Linked DNA regions of Triticum aestivum: region 2 is linked to region 1. Evidence: chromatin contacts called from public Hi-C data. All regions are on one chromosome and are shown on one strand. The core of a region is the stretch at or near the end of the contact, and the rest is flanking DNA. Distances in the headings are between cores, read along the strand shown. Region 1 has its middle 160 kb from the start of LOC123115761. Region 2 has its middle 41 kb from the start of LOC123115761.

Region 1 (3,672 bases), core at 372-2,871:
GGACGATGTCAGGACGCCGTCGCTACCTGGTCCGGGGGAGCTGGACCTGGGGTTTCCCCTGAGCTCGAAAAGGGGCACAACTGAAGGCCTTGGCAACGTCTCCAAGAAGAAAATGACACCCACGGACGCCGCTGCTGTCAGCATCGCCAAGCCAAGAAGGGATCTCTTCCTGGCCTGAAGCTGAGCAATCCCTTAGCCGCCGAGTCTGGAATCGAGATGAGGAAGCCAAAGTTGGTCGGAATCACCATGTCGGGAGGGGGCTGGCGGCTGCACTTGCCGTCGGAGGGTGGCACCCGACCCCGAACCCATGAGCACTGGATCTGGCAAAAGGGGGAGGCTTTGAGGCATACGGGCGGGACAGGCGACGAAGCGAACCACGCGGGTGGGTCTGGGGAGGCGGCGTCCAACAATACTAGCAAGTAAGGACTGGAGGGACGCAGATCCGTGCTGTCGTGGCCTTAGTCACCGGGACATCGATGAGTTGGGCAAGCTGGAGGGACGCAACTACACGGTCGCCGAGGTCGGGGCTGCCCGGCAGGACGCCGACATCATGGGACACCGGAGAAACGCGGGCCCGAGGCCGCCGGGGTCGGAACAACGCCAGCAGTGATCCACCACGAAGAGCCCCGTGTCTGCCACGCCACAGAAACATCGCTGCCTCCATGCAAGAGCTGTCACCATGGCTCGAGGGGAGGGAGGACCGTCGGAGACGGGGGGGGGGGGGGGCTGCACGGAAGGCAGGCCGTGAACGCCACCACCTCCAGATGCAGGTCCCACGCCTCGTCCACGGCCGACAGTAGAACCAGCAGGGCTGGGCCGCGCCACTGGGGGGAGGGAAGGCTGCAAGGGGCGCCCATGGCAACGTCCAGAGCGCCGGGTCCGCCGCTGACAACTCCGTGCAGCAGCCGGAGGACACCCGAGAGGCACTTGATGGGATCTCGGGGGCACAGGGACGCGGGGAGGAGATGGCGAGGCGCGCGGCCGAGTTGGGGCGGCCAACGGTCGCGGGGCGAGGCTAGTCGTCAGAGGACTGGAGTCGGCGTCCCCCAGCCAACAGGTGGCAGCTGCCATGGGGGCGAGGCGCGGGGTTGTATGGTTGTGTGTGTGTGTGTTCGCGGGGGGGGGGGGGGGGGGGGGTCGGTAGCGCGAGGAGCTAGATCCGCCCCACCGCCACCTTTCTGGGATCCGGCCGGCCCTTGGGCGGCTGCGATGCGGGGCAGGGGGCGGAGGGGGCCTAGCGAGCGGCGGCGGGTGGGGTCCCGCTGTGTCGCCAGAGGTAGGCGACGCGGCGGGGGGGGGGGGGGGGGGGCTCATTGTAGCATATGTGGCTTTACTATGTAAAAAAAACACAGCTTAGCACATGCTGTTGTCGACATGCATTTAAAATTTGTATTCGTGACATGGTACGTCGTTGCCATTATTGTGTGGATGATAGCAAATTGGAGGATAAATACATTGCATTTGGGTCAAGGTCAAGGAGCTACCGGCCAGACGGGTCTCCGGTCCAAAACTTTGACCAGGTTCATTGAAAGGAATCGGAGCCATGAAATCTGCATACGCCATATACTATGTGTATGTATGCAGAGGCAGTAGGCTGAGGAAATAATGAAATCGTTCTGGGGAAAGGGATGGATGCTTGGATCATGTGCATGCTGGATCGGGATGCTTCAGTCGGATGGCATATTCTAATCGCTGCGGCGGTAGTGCTGGACGCTTATTTTTAGCATGGGTTCGTCCCATGCTTTGACATACCCGTGGCAACGGTCGGTTGGTACTACAATACTTCTAGCTAGTAAACACCGCCACGACTATCCGGACCTGTGATGCTGGTCGGATGGCCGCAGCCACGGCGCACACGTAGATATCTCTCTGGTGATTGGGGGAACTCAAGGTTTCATTTCGGACAAACGATTTTTTCGAACCATACAGAAGAACTGCATGTATTTTTTTCATGAAAAAAAGAATGATGATACAACGACGAAGGCGCAAAAATGCTACACCTACGGCCTACGGGCTGCTCCTTACGAACGCCAAGTACGGGCTGATTTGTCCTCTTTTAATCGGCTGAATTGACTGCCCCTTCTAATTAGACCCATCCCCCCCCCCCCCCCCCCCCCCAAGTTAAGCGGAGGTGCGAGTGTCCATTTATGTAAACCCCCCCTAGCTCGTTCATAGATGTAGCGTTACTTGTCGAAGACGGTACAACCGATACATTGTTAAAGATGGCGCAGCCCACACGACACACACAAGTTCACGACCTGACAATGCCAAGCAAGACGTGGTGTAGATAACACCAGTACACACCCAAGAACAACAAAGCCTCGATAGACAAATGCTTAAGACCTGCAAACAGAACCCTAGCAACCCAAACACCAAACGCATAGGGTCTCGACTTCACGGCAGGGTTGGCAACATCATCGAGAACACGACCAAACATGACTTGAATCATCGGGACAGCCTCAACCACCAGAACAAGGTGGTATCGACTCCACGACAGGGTCGGTAACATCATCGAGAACACGACCGAGCACGATTTGAATCACCGGGACAGCCTTAACCAGCAGAACAAGGTGGGGGGGGGGGGCAAAACCGGCCGATTGGCCCACAAGACCAGGTGAGTTTGCATGGCACGAAGCTTAAAGCACCCCCCCTGCCCTGGTTCTATAGAGAAATGTTTGAATCGACCGTTTTAAGTGAGCCAGACCCAAGCGAGAGCAAGGGAGCGTACGTCATAGCTCTCCTAGGGACTTCAGGGAGTTTTTGGTTATTGTGTGCAACCGTTGTGAGACGGTGGCACGGGCTATCTTCAGCCGGTTTGGATAACGAGCTAATAATAGGCTAGGTGTGTAGGCATCGTAGCCTGTTTTTTATCGCCGGATGTGGCGCTTTACATATTTATTTTTTCTCGACTTTTTCTCAGGTTATGAGATTTTTTGGACCTTAAGACCTTGTTACATTTTTCTTTAATAATATGGTTGCATGCATCGATTGATACAGAGGCCGGGAGTCATCCTCCTTTTAAAATAAAATAAAATAGTGCTACGATTCAAGATAAGCACTACACAAAACGATGCACCTCGATATTGTGATTCCATTCCCGTGATTGTCCTAATTTCATTGATTGTTAATCTTCAATTTTGTGTTTGTGTGGAGCTTTTTAAATGAATTTTCTCAAATTCGTCGCATAGGGTCGACCGTTTGAGATTTTCTTTGTACACTAGTTTCATCTCGTCGTTCCACACACTCATGTTGTAAGTTTTTTATTCAGACGCTCATAGACAAATAGATCTATATTTCATGTTTGATGTTGGAGCTTTTTTTAGATGAATTTTGTCAAACTCATCACACACGGTCGACCATTTAAAATTTTCTTTCACCACAAGCTTCATTTCTTTGTCCCATAGAATTCTTTTTTTTTGAAACAAGGTAAAAGATTTGCCATTTTCATTGATTAAGAAAGAAGGTTTACACTTATGCCCGCAACGCGGGGAAGAAAACAACTACTCTCGCGGCATTAAATTACTCAAGTATTTCGCACCCGCTAGAGCCCAAAGATCCTCCCGACAATTAACATGGTGGGTGCGGCGGTGTTGCGGAAAACTCTTGCATTGCGTTCCTTCCAAATCTCCCAAGATACCAACATCATCACGAAGTTAGAGACTTCTAGTGCGG
Region 2 (3,672 bases), core at 764-3,263, 120 kb before region 1:
CTGGGAGGTAACATAACCTGTTTTTAAAGACTTTTTTTGATCTTCTACCGCAATTGAACCCATAATTCGGAAAAGAAGCGCTTTATATTGCTAAAAATGCAATATCTAGCAGTCTATCGTTTAAACAATAGTGATAGTAGTGAAAAATAAGCTTTCTTCTATGAAAAGTGTAGAAATAGAACAAATATGGGAGACCCGTCCGCCTGCTTGTGTCGTTCGGCGAGAAACCAGGGGAGACCCATCCGCCTGCGTCCGTTGTGGTGAGGGTAGGCGGCGTCGCCGGCCGCCGTCGATGCCGAGCCTGATGAGTCCAGCTTGCGGCGCGGTGAAGAGAGGGGGTGGCGGCGTCGGGCAGAGAAAGGGAGAAGGGTGAGGAAACTGCTTTGCGTGCGTGCTCTCTCTGCTGTGACCTAATGCGATGCAAGGCCGACGGAATTGGGCTGGGCCTCAACGAGTCATCGAGCTGGACCGGGCGAAACTCGGCTCGGCTTGGTCGGGAGTCGGGCCTACTTTCCATAGCTCGGCTCGTTTAATTATCCTATCGGGCCGAGCTGTAATGGGCCGAGCTGGAGCGAGCTTCGAGCCGAGCCTAAAAGCTCGCTCGGACGTCTAGCCCTAGCCACCATTGGCGGCATATCCTATTTGGCGCTGCAGGCTCCCGTTAATGTGTATTTTGCAAACGGGCGCCTGCAGTGCCCCGCGCTCGGCCGACCCATATAGGAGTTTTTTCTTCTGTGTTTCTTCTGCGTTGTTAACACGCCAAAAAAGAGTACGCTCGCAGAGATTCGAACTAGCAACCTCCCTCTTTAATACATACTAGTGCAACCACCCCGCCAATCACTCCGATGCGGTTAACTCGAACATTTTCTTTCCCTTGTTCTTTCCGTTCCGTTTCTTCTTGTTTTTTTTCATTTTTTTTCGTTTTGCTTTTTGCTTTTTGTTTTCTATTTTTCTTCTTCCTGAGACAATAAATTATCTGGCACATACATGAACTTTTTCGTCAAATCAATGAACATATTTTGAAATTCAATGAACTTTTTTCAAATATGTGTAGTTTCTTAAATCCATTAACTTTTTTTTTTCATTTTTCTGATGAACTATTTTCAAATCAGTGAACTTTTTTTCAAATCCGCCGAACTTTTTTCAAAATCGATGAACTTTTTTTCAGATTCGATGAACTTTTTATAATTATGATGAACTTTTCTCAGATTCGATGAACTTTTACCAATTATGATGAACTTTTTTCATGTGTCATGGACTTTTTCTCGAATCCCGTGAACTATTTTCAAATCCGATGAATTTCTTTTTGAAATTTGTGAACTTTTTTAAAATCCGATGAGCTTTTTTTCAATAAAAAACTGAAAAAAGTTCATCGATTTGAAAAGAGTTCACGAATTTCAAAAACAGTGAACTTTTTTTCAAATTCAATGAACTTTTTTCAAAATCTATGAACATTTTTTGAAAATCGATGAACTTTTTTCAAAATAGATGAACTTTTTTCAAAATCAATGAACTTTTCCAAATTCAATGAACTTTTTCAAACTTGATGAACTATTTTGAAAATCGATGAACTTTTTTTAAATTCATGAACTTTTTTTAGTACCTGAACCTTTTCAAGTTGGTGAACTTTTTTTGCATGCTCATGAACTTCATCTATAATATGTGACATGTTTTCAAATAATTAGAAAATATAAATGATACAGTGTAATGTGCAAGAAATTTCGCGTCTGCGTTTTTATCATTTTAAAAACTTCGCGTTGTTATTATTCATAAGTAGTTGGCTGGTCCAGTGGTTGGCCTCTCGGTGTGAAAGCGCTAGGGCGCGGGATCGAATCCCAGTTGCGATGTCTCGGTGTGAAAGCGCTAGGGCGCGGGATCGAATCCCAGTTGCGATGTATTTTCTGTCCGTCTTTTTTCGCGTTGCACCTTGGGCGATCGTGGGCCGGCCCGTCCAGCGGCTGCTGCAGGCGCCAGTAATCTTAGGCGGCGCTGAAGGCGCGCAATAGGAGCTCCCACCATTGGCGGCCACCAACCTCGCAGCCCTCTCCTGCCGTTAAGTCCCCCTTTCCACACACACACCATTGTTGCATACAACTCCCGCCGTTGTCCATCTCCGCAGTCGTCCGACGCCTCCCTTTTAAAAAGCCCATCGTCTCCGCCTCCATAACTGCTGCGATGCCGTCTCACGACCACGAGGCTCGGTGCAGCAACTGGCCCTCGTGCAGCCTGTTCGTGGCGGACGTCGAGGGGTTGGTGCGGTTCGGCCTCATGGCGCTGCTAGACATTCGGTTGCCTAGGAGGCGTTTTGGTGACGCCGATCCCCAACATCGGCACGCCCGCCATGTGGGGAGCCATTGCCACGTTCCGAGCGCACATGTCGCGGACGTGAGGTTGTCGCAAGACTACACAACCAACGTCATGTACTTGCTGGGCATCCTCGCCGAGCAGTGGCGGGGCCTGCTCAGCCGGTATGACGGCGACGTCGTGCCGTTTTGCCACAACCGCGAACCGTGGCTTCTGTTCTGGCAGGGCGCAAAGTCGGGGACGTGCTTGCATGCGTAACAAGTTGTCCTACTTCCACATAATTTGAAAATTGATGTAATTTTTTCTCCAAACAGGTTCTTAAGCGATTTATATATGCATGAGTTTCGCAATAAAATTTGTTGTCTTCCAACAAAACAAAATGTCTCCCTGATTTATCCATACACCTAAATTTTCTAATGATTGACATTTAAAAGCCTATATAGGCCAAAACACTTTTTTGTAAATGAATTTGTGTCAACATTAATAGGCACCCTTCTTTTGGCCATAAAATCCACGCGCGCACACACACAATGAAAACTGGTAGTAGCAAAAAAAAGTGAGATGTCTGTCGGCGTTTTGGGAACCACGGTACCAGCCCTGTCTGCCTGCGGCCCGCAACGTGGCTTCATCGATGGCCTGGTATGGCCCAACTTCGACTACGACAAGACAAGCGACATCAAGACCTCCTGAGGGAGCGGCCTCACCAGGCTGCCTCCTGAACGGAGCGGATATTTCTATGCAAGACCCAGCCTCACGAGACTGAAATGACATCAGCTATGACGACCAAGGCCAGGTGCGCGCCAGCGGGCGCAATACATCAGGTTTCCTCTTTGGTGCAAAAGAGGCCAGTGCAGGTGTGGAGTCCCAAGGAATCAGCCAAAGGTTGCCATTTGCGAGCAACAAGACCAAGACCGTCAGAACGGCAGGATGGATGTCAAAGCCGAGCCCACCACGTCGTCATGCTCAGAGGCTTTGCAGGCGAAGACCACCTTTTGTCAGGATTAGATGTACTTCTTGTTCCCCTTCGAATTTGGCCTTTGTGGGACCCCTTCCCGCCTAAGTTTTGGAGGAAAAGGACCAAGGCCACTATAAATAGGGCCTAGACACCACTATAGAAAGGGAGATCGATCGATCAGCTCACCAGACGATCAGCTGGTAGAACCCCCAAGAGCTCATCGCAAGAACACGCCTCCTGAGGCTGTTCTTCCACCTGTACTAGTTCATCCTCAGCCCATTGCGAGGCCAATCCATCACAAAGTAGGAGTAGGGTATTACATCGCAAGGTGGCCGAAACTGGGTAAACCGCCGAGTCTTTCTCTGTCGCGTTCATCAAGCTAGGTCGTGAGAACAGTGGATCGGGAGGCTTGA

What was found. Hi-C and Micro-C count contacts between places; a contact is called where the count stands out from the background.
Region 2: a Hi-C map of leaf shows a contact between it and region 1, with 5 times the contacts expected there. The contact joins two enhancer-like sites. A contact is called at or near these places in 3 of 5 Hi-C or Micro-C datasets (all in leaf).

Annotation. Positions count from the first base shown.
Region 1 is chr5B:92,202,985-92,206,656 of IWGSC CS RefSeq v2.1, reverse strand. No RefSeq gene overlaps it. Among protein-coding and RNA genes, the nearest start is that of LOC123115761, 160 kb to the left of the region's middle. Within about 2 kb of position 1,621, at least 1 of the 8 cell types and tissues checked has an H3K27ac peak or open chromatin away from gene starts, as enhancers often do. A contact at or near this core is called in leaf, where this site is marked.
Region 2 is chr5B:92,320,337-92,324,008 of IWGSC CS RefSeq v2.1, reverse strand. No RefSeq gene overlaps it. Among protein-coding and RNA genes, the nearest start is that of LOC123115761, 41 kb to the left of the region's middle. Within about 2 kb of position 2,013, at least 2 of the 8 cell types and tissues checked have an H3K27ac peak or open chromatin away from gene starts, as enhancers often do. A contact at or near this core is called in leaf, where this site is marked.